Regions from separate parts of the Pan troglodytes genome. Here region 1 is linked to region 2. Evidence: chromatin contacts called from public HiChIP or PLAC-seq data. All regions are on one chromosome and are shown on one strand. Each heading gives the region's core, a stretch centred on a gene start, on an enhancer-like site or on the middle of the called end of the contact. The rest is flanking DNA. Distances are from core to core; before and after follow the strand shown.

What was found. HiChIP or PLAC-seq counts read pairs in DNA pulled down with a chosen protein or histone mark.
Region 1: an H3K4me3 HiChIP or PLAC-seq map of stem cell-derived excitatory neurons shows a contact between it and region 2, with 5 times the contacts expected there. The contact joins the promoter of TP53RK here to the promoter of ZNF334 in region 2. A contact is called at or near these places in 5 of 7 Hi-C or Micro-C datasets (blood, induced pluripotent stem cells, a lymphoblastoid cell line and 1 more) and 1 of 1 datasets of contacts at active chromatin or transcription factors (stem cell-derived excitatory neurons).

Annotation. Positions count from the first base shown.
Region 1 is chr21:52,950,463-52,954,961 of NHGRI_mPanTro3-v2.0_pri, reverse strand. TP53RK (TP53 regulating kinase) reads left to right here and starts at 3,131. Exons shown (of 2, transcript XM_514697.9): 1 at 3,131-4,287. The coding sequence starts at 4,005.
Region 2 is chr21:52,774,062-52,778,883 of NHGRI_mPanTro3-v2.0_pri, reverse strand. ZNF334 (zinc finger protein 334) reads left to right here and starts at 3,047. Exons shown (of 10, transcript XR_010154066.1): 1 at 3,047-4,105; 2 at 4,501-4,559.

The DNA of each region.
Region 1 (4,499 bases), core at 1,882-4,381, 180 kb before region 2:
GCTACTCGGGAGGCTGAGGCCTGAGAATCACTTGAACCTGGGAGGTTGAGGTTGCAGTGAGCCAAGATCATGCCACTGCACTCCAGCCTGGGCAACAGAGTGAGACTCCTTCTCAAAAAAAAAAAGGCGGGGGCACTAATAATAGTTATGCCAGGGCAACAGGCAAAAACTGGGGCTGTCCCTGGCAAGCCCAGATGCACGTCATCCTTCCCATCCCCCTTACTGCTTGATTTATCTCCTGCTAGCCCCTGTCAACGACACATTTTCCTTATTTGTTTATTGCTGGTTTCCACCCACTAGAATGTAAACTCCATGAGGGCAGTAATAATTATTCTCTATTTTGTTTACAGCTCTGTCCCCAGGGCCTAGCACAGTACCTGGCCTATAGTAGTCACTTAATAAATATTTATTAAATTAATTAGTGAATAAATCACTGAATGGGCATCTGGTGCTGGTGGGTGGGAAGTGAAGAAGAGGCCATAGGTTCTCTTTCAGGCTCAGAAAGGGCTAAAAAGTAGACGCCTCCCTCCCCTTTACTGCTTGGCTGTTCTACCCAGAGCTCAGCTGCATATTTTGCAGCCAGAGGTCAAGGCCCCAAAGGGCCATGCTTGGTGTAGTCACCCCAGGCTCACAGCACCTCTCCTCCAGCAAGAGAAATCCTGTGGGACCAGGCCACTGTCCTTGTTCTTTCAGCTCTCAGCCTGTCCCCAGTGCCAACTTGCTCTAGCCATGTGGAGCTGCTGGTCCTTGTCCAACCCAATCCTACCCTGTGTCTGTTCTCACTGCCTGGAACCTGAGCACCCTCCCTCTCCACCCCCTGACTGAGCATTCCAGCACCTGAGAATTTCAATGAAGATGAAGATATGGGAAAATGAGACATGAATTTGACTGAAGCATAAATAGGCACAAAACTTTGGGAGGGTAGTTTGGCTGAGGAGTCGAGTTTCAAAGTGCTTGTCACCTACAACCCAGCAATATCACTTGTAGAAAGATGTCCTCAGAAACATTCATGTGTGCAAAGATGGCTGGATAAGCCTGCTCACTGCAGCACTGTTTATAACAGACAACAAAACAAAAAAAAAAATGAAACAAAACTGGAGAAGTAACATTGTTAAAATGTCCTACAGATTCCATGTAATTCTTATCAATATTCCAATGACATTTTTGTAGAAATAAAAAATTCTAAAATTTATATAGAATCATAATAGACTCCATATAGTCAAAGCAATCTTGAGCAAAAAGAACAAAGCTGGAGGCATCATATTGCCTGACTTCAAAATATACTACAAAGTTATTGTAATCAAAACAGCATGTCACTGGCATAAAAACAGGCACATAGACCAATGGAACAGAATAGAGAGCCCAGAAATAAATCCACACACTATAGTCAATTGAGTTTCATCAAACACGCCAAGAACACGTAATGGAGAAAGGACAGTCTTTTCTATAAATGGTGTTGGGACAACTGGATATTCATGTGAAAGAATTTAGACTCTTATCTTACATCACATGCAGAAATCAACTCAAAATGGATTAGACTGAAATGTAAGAGCCAAAACTATAAAACCTTATAAGAAAACAGGGACAAAATGTCATGGCATTGGCCTTAGCAACGATTTTTTGTGTAGGACTCTCAAAACACAGGCAGCAAAAGTGAAAATAGACAAATGGAATTGCATCAAACTAAAACATTTCTGCACAGTCAAGAAAAAAGAAAAAAAAAGAGTGAAAAGACAAACTACAGAATGGGAGAAAATTTTTGCAAACCATACATCTGATGAGGGGTTAATATCCAAATATATAAGGAATACAATCCAATAGTAAGAAAGGACAAAACCTGAATTAAAAGTAGGCAAAAGATCCAAAGAAATCTTTCTCAAAAGAAGACATAAAAATGGACAACGGGTATATTAAAAAAAATGCTCAACATCACTAATCATCAGAGAAATGCAAATTAAACCCACAATGAGATATCACCTCTGACCTGTTAGAATCGCTATTTTAAAATATAAGAAAGATAATAAGTGTTGGCAAGGATGTGGAGAAAAGGGAACCGTTGCACCCTGTTGATAGGAATGTAAATTAGTACAGACATTATGGACAACAGTATGGAGGTTCTTCAAAAAATTAAAAATAGAACTACCTTATGATCCAGCAACCCTACTACTGGGTACATATCCAAAGGAAACAAAATCAGTATATTGAAGAGATGTCTGCAGTCCCATGTTAATTGCAGCATCATTCACAATTCTCAATCTGAGTGCCCATCACTAAATGAATGGATAAAAATATGGTACATTTATACACACAATGGGATACTATTCAGCCTTTAAAAAGAATGGAATGCTGTCATTTACAGCAACATGGATGGAACAGGAGGATATTGTGTTAAATGAAATAAGCCAGGCACAGAAAGACAAATATCCCATGATCTCACTTATATGAGGAAGGTAAGAAAAGTTGAACTCATGCAAGCAGAGTAGAATGATGGTTACCAAGCGGTGGGGTAGGGGGAGGGAGATAGGAAGGATTTTGAGATGTTGGTCAAAGGATACAAAATTTCAGGTAGATAGGAGGGAACATTCATGAAATCTATTGCACGACATGGTGACTATAGATAATAACAATGTGTTGTATTCTTGAAAAATGCTAAGATAATAGATTTTAAGTGTCCTCACCCCCGAAATGATCAGTATGTTAGGTAATGTTAACTAGCTGGATTTAGCCATTCCACAATGTATACATATTTCAAAACATGTTACTTACGATAAACACATACAATTTTTACTTTTCCTTATGTACATCTTCATCTGGCTGTTCATTTTTATCTTTTATACTATCTTTTATAATAAACTGGCAATAGTAAGTAAAGTGTTTTCCTGAAAAACAACAAACTGGAAACAACTGTTTAGCAACAAGAAACTGCCTGACCAGGTAGAAGGACGTGGTAGCTCTGTATGTATTGATATGGAATATAGTCTGAGATAAATCGTTTAGGAAAATGAAAAGCAAGTTGCCAAAGAACCCACAGTATGATGTCATTTATGTTGGAAAAAACGCCACAACGATGTGTGAGTGCGCACACTGAATAAAAGAAAATTCTGGAAAGGAACTAACGGCCAGCAGTGTCACAAGGGGGATAGGTAGTTTATTTATTTATGTGTGCGTGTGCAAAGTTCCGTATTGTAAGAATTTGCTACAGCCTGTGTTATTATAAGCTTTGTAATGAAACAGGTAGAAATTGAAAAAGTGTAATTATTCCCAATTCAGTTTAGGTTCTGTCTCCGGAAGATTTTCCCGGATTCCCCAGCCCCCACTCCCCACCCCATCTTACCACCCCCTCTGCCATCTCTGAGTCTCAATTTTCTTTTCTGTAAGGATTTTCATCATTTAACCTTATTTCTTCTGAATGCACTAAATGGTAGTTATCCTAGCACTTAAGAGGATGTCGGAAACATGGTTCATTGTCTGACCCTTCCAACCCTGACTTGTATGAGTACATTTTGGGGGGAATGTAGGAGTCAGGGGAAGAGGAGTTCCAAAAAGAGACTACTAGAGGGTGCAGCTGTCCCGGAAGAGACTTCTGAAGAGAGCAAAGTGCGTCCGACGTTTTTCTCGAGAGGCGCCGAAGTTTTCCGGAAAGAGACGACCAACTGAGAGGTGGGCCCCCAAAGCCGGCTGCGAGAGTCACCGAAGATTTCCGGAGAGCCAAGGAGTCGGGAAGAGCCACTTACTGAGCGTTGCCGAACGTGTACGGAGATAGCCGAAGAGGCGGAAGGCGGGGCCACAGAGCCCTTCCTGCAGGGAACCTAAGGCTTCAGAGAGCCGAAAAGTTGGCAGGCGTAACCACTTACAGGCCGGAAGTGTGCGGGGTGGACGCATTCGGGTAGCCGAAGAAGTCCCAGGATTGCCGAAGAAGTCCCAGGATTTCCGAAGCGAGCCGAAGCATCGCGACAGTTTTCAGAGACAGCTGATCGGTTGGAGCTGTTGCGCCGAGCACAGTCATGGCGGCGGCCAGAGCTACTACGCCGGCCGATGGCGAGGATCCCGCCCCGGAGGCTGAGGCTCTGGCCGCAGCCCGGGAGCGGAGCAGCCGCTTCTTGAGCGGCCTGGAGCTGGTGAAGCAGGGTGCCGAGGCGCGCGTGTTCCGTGGCCGCTTCCAGGGCCGCGCGGCGGTGATCAAGCACCGCTTCCCCAAGGGCTACCGGCACCCGGCGCTGGAGGCGCGGCTTGGCCGACGGCGGACGGTGCAGGAGGCCCGGGCGCTCCTCCGCTGCCGCCGCGCTGGTAAGGTGGGCCGGGATCCCGGCGTGGGCGGCCCCGAGGCTCTGGGGCCTGGGCGGGTGAGGGACTCCCCTGCGCTCCGAAGCTCGATTTGACTCAGTTTCTCCTTCTGTGCCTTCTGCCGTGGCCGGCCTTTCGGAAATGTTATTCTTTCATCCCTTTCTTCATTCGTTAAGTCTTAAGAAACCACGTGGCCATGCAGCGTCAAGCTTTTG
Region 2 (4,822 bases), core at 1,798-4,297:
ATAAATCATGTCAAGACAAGTAGTTATATCTGAAAAAATATGAAAATTATATTTGTAATTCAAATATTACATCAAATAAATTAAAAATGGCTACTTATATTCTATCTTCACCTTCACATTGCTGGTAGACATTTGGTTGCTTCCCTCCACCTTTTAAAAAGTTATTATGATTGGCCGGGCGTGGTGGCTCACGCCTATAATCCCAGCACTTTAGGAGGCTGAGGTGGGCAGGTCACTTGAGGTCAGGAGTTCCCAATATGGTGAAATCCCATCTCTACTAAAAATACAAAAATTAGCCGGGCATGGTGGCGGGCACCTGTAATCCCAGCTTTCTGGGAGGCTGAGACAGGAGAATCACTTGAACCCAGGAGGTGGAGGTTACAGTGAGCCGAGATTGCACCATTGCACTCCAGCCTGGGCATTGCGGCAAGACTCCATCTACAAAAAAAAAGATTATGATTAAAATCATTACGAGGAACATTCTTGATATGCATCTTTTTGTACTGATTTAATTATTTGATTAAGATGTTCCTAGAAGCTGAGTTCCTGGAATAAAGGACATGCAATCTTCAATTTTGGTACAGAATGTCTACTAGAAATGTCATAGGAATTATACTCCCACCCAACCTGTCTGGGAACAAATATTTTTTCCAAATTCATGCCAATACTTTATTATTCCGTTTAATCTTTGCCAAATTAGTCTGCCAAAAAAATACGTAATCAAAAACTTTTTGCATTTCTTTGCTCTAGAGTATTATTGGCCATTACCTCATATGTATAGTTATGGCTCTTTTACAATTCTTCTATATTAATTGTCTTATTCATGTTCTTTTTTCATTTTTTAAACAAATTTGAATCCTCATCTTTACTGATTTCTAAGAGCTGTTAATAAATTGAGTCTATTTCCAATCCTTCTCATATATATGAAACCACTTTATTTTCTCCATTTATTTCTTTTTAAATCTATTTTTTTCTGAAGCAAGATTTTTTCAATTTTTCATAGCCAAATTGATCAATAATTTTCTCTACAGTGTCACTTTTACACGGCAATGAAAATAAGATAGAAAAATGTTCCCAATTACAAAAGTAGCAAAACATTTGAGACTATCTAAACTTGAATGAATAGAAATATATTCCATTTTCTTGACGACTAGGAAACTTTGCTTTAATAAATTTCAGTAAAAGAGCTTCCCTAGCAAGTAATGCAAAAATCACTTACTCTGTGAGTTTGCTTTTAACATTTCAAATTATATGTCAATGTGAAATATATTGATTATAATGTGTGAGATGGGAATTTAATCTTAGTTTTTTACTCCAAATGGTTAGTGAGTTGTCCCACAACACTTTTTCAATAATCTATTTAACAATAAGCCTTTCTCAATGATTTGAAATGGCAGCTTTTCATATTATATTCTTGGACATCATCTTTTGTTGGTGCTTAGCTAGCTATTGCTGTGTAACAAACCACCCAAAACTTAGAGGCTTAAAATAATAAAATTCATTATTTCTTGTAGTCTGTATGTTTACTGGGATCAGCTATATGATTTCATCTGGAGCTGAAGTCATCCAGGAACTTCACTGGCCTGGAATGTTCACTCATATGTCTGATGTCTCTAGGCAAGGATGACTGGAAGGCTGGGATAGCTGCATTGCTAGGAAAGATGGGCCTCTCTTTTTCCATGTGGTCTCAGGGCCTCTCACTTCCTACTTCTCCTGGTTTCTCCACTTGGTCTAACAGGTTAGCTGCATGTCTTACATAGCGTCTAAGGACTCTTCAAAGGGCAAAGCTGAAGCTGCCAGGACTTTGTATGGCTTATTTTCTGGAACTGGCACAGTGTGACTTCTGACGCATTCTTTTGGTTAAAGAGAGTCACAGAGTCAGTCAAAGTCAACGTGGGAGGGAAATATACAAGCCTGGAATACTGGGAAGTTTAGTTCATTGGGGGCCATCTTTGAAGACTAGCTACCACCAGTCGCTAATTGTTCTTTTCTGGAATTGAATAATAATACATTATAACTTTGTCAGAAACTTTCATGCCTTCCAATGAGTAAAGTTTTATAAAGTTCTATTTATTCAATATGTATACAATTCATATACAGTCATGCATAATATAAGAATGTTCCAGTCAACGATGTACTGCATATACAACTGTGGTCTCATAAGATTATAATACTGTACGTTTACTGCACCTTCCCTATGTTTACATATGTTTACATACACAAATACCATTGTGTTACCATTGCATATGGTATTCAGGACAGTGACATGCCACACAGGTCTGTAGCCTAGGAGAAATAGGCTATACCATACAGCCTAGGTGTGTAGTAGACTATATCGTCTAGATTTGTGTAAGAACCCTCCATGATGTTCACACAAAGACGAGGTTGCCTAAAGACACATTTCTCAGAGTGTATCCCCATCGTTAAACCATACATGATTGTATGTATTTTCCTTGTGGATGTAAAACTATTTTCTATATTACTCACAATGTATATGAGATAATTCGTGGTATTAAAGTATATTAACTATATTGCTAATTTAAAAAATAACAAATTACTAGACCCATATGAGTTCCTCTTTGTAAAACTGTCAGAAGAATGTGCACCTAATGTTAAACTCGGGTATCTCTGGGAATTGGGGTTACGGCTAATAGATCATTTTCTTCAGAGATATTCTGATTTATTTTCAATCTTCACGTATTGAAAGCCAGCAATGATTTTGTATCCTGTTTGGGAGAAATTTTCTGCAGGTCGTTAGTATTATTCCCTTAATATTCTGCTGGAATATCTTTAGCAGTCATTTTCATTTCGCAGAATTTTCCTTTCTCATCTATAGACTTCGATGAAACGGATATGAAACTTTACTTTTCGTATTGATGATTCACAGCAGTCACCCAAACTCTGTAGTTAAAGCAGAAACTCCTCAAAGATCCCTCAGAGTAGGGCGGTGGCCGCGACGCCTTCTGGGGACTGTGGTCCGGAAAGCCGGCGCGGGGCCCGGGAGAGCCCCGGGAAAGGCGGCCCGGGGGCCTTTCTGCGCATGTGCGGTTCCTGTTTTTTACCTGGACGCCCTTCCGGTTCGCCAGGCTCTTCCGGGTGAGCGTCCTGCAGCCCGTGAATCCCTGGTCCCGCCGAGACTTGGACCTGGTGCGAACTGGAGGCGAAGCGGGTGCACCCACAACCTATAGGAAGGGCTGGCGGCGAGCTCTGAGCACTCGGGCGTCGGAGGGAACGGTGGGGCCGGGCGGAGCTGGCCTCGGGTCTGCGGAGGGTGGACGCGCGCTCTCCCTGTCTTTGGAGGGAGGGTTTCCTGTGGTCGGGAGGCGAGGCAGCCAGGGCAGGATTGGGCTCCTGACCTGCAGGCCACGGGGCGAGCTCTCTCTAGGGCCCCGATTTGCCCGAAGAAGGCGCTTGGTGAAGGTGAAAGGTTTACGCATCCAAGTAGCTAGAGCCTCTTTCCAGAACTTCTGCTGATGCACTTAGTCTTGCAGCCATTGATTACTATAGCTCAGCGAAGTTCAGTTCAACTTTCGGAAGAAGGATGTGAGCTGGAATGGGCAGGGTCAAGATTTGACAGGAAAAGACGCTTCACTGGAGGTATCTGCGAGAGTCCTGGGTTGGAGGGAAGGCGTACTGGTTATAAATAAGGAAATGATGTCTTCATCACTTCCTAAACACATACATGTCATTCCCTACCATCTCCACCCTCTGTTTATTCAGAGCTGCACCAACCATGTTCATCACCTCACCTGGGATTTACTGAGTTTACCCCTTACAGAGCTACACGATAGGGGTAAAGGAAAGACTAAAAACCAATTTATCTTATATTAAAATTACGACTTAGTAAATATTTTTTTCAGTAATGCAGTTTGCTAGTGACAGAGCCAATAACTGAATTCTGGTCCTTTGAGTACCAGGTCAGGGCTTTCGTCATCTACCACATTTACGTTACCTACCACAAGAAGTTTCTTAGTAAAAGGTCCTCTTGTGAAACTGCAGCTAAGGGAAACCAAACTGTCAAAAAGACAAACACCTTAAAGCACTTTCATTCATTCTCTCTGGATTCTGTCATCTCAAGTGGCTAAACACATTAGTAGGAAAACAGGTAAGTGACATAATATCATTTTCCTGTTCCAAGAAATCTTTTAATCCTAGAGTCCATTTTAATGCCAAAATAGTGTTCCAGGCTTTGTATATACTAACTTTCGTTGACCTAGTCTCCTATTAATTGGACTCAGACGTTTTCAATTTTTTTCAAAGGAGGCATAGATTGACAGTAATTCAGTAGAAAACATTTGTTGACACTCAGTAAGAAAAGCTCTATGAGACCATTCTAGAACTATAAATGGACAAGTGAACGTTTCCTCAAGATGTTGCTTCCTGAACCAGACTGGTCAAAGGGCCATGTTTTTAAATGGGTGTGTGGCTTTGTAGGTAATTGTAGAGCTGCTGTGTGAGCCAAATCGCTCATGATTCCATTCCCCATTCTTCCTTACCCAGCTCTGCTTTCAACACTCTTGGCCCTTTCTCAAGAGAACCTGAAAATGAAAAAATTTCAGGTAAGTTGCTCAGGGATTTACTTCTCACATTATACAGTGAATTTCAAGAGGTTTAGAGTAGTTTGCAGATGAAACGAAATGTATAAAATTCAGCATCAGAGAAGAGTATTCGATCAATACTGGAAAAGTGGACATAGATATACAGAAATCATATATTCCTATAGTTACTCAAATGGTTCCAGAAAGGCCCAGACAATATGAGATAGCCCTTACACTGGATTTTTGTGTGGTTTTCCCGTCATTTATATCTAAAAATTTTCTTG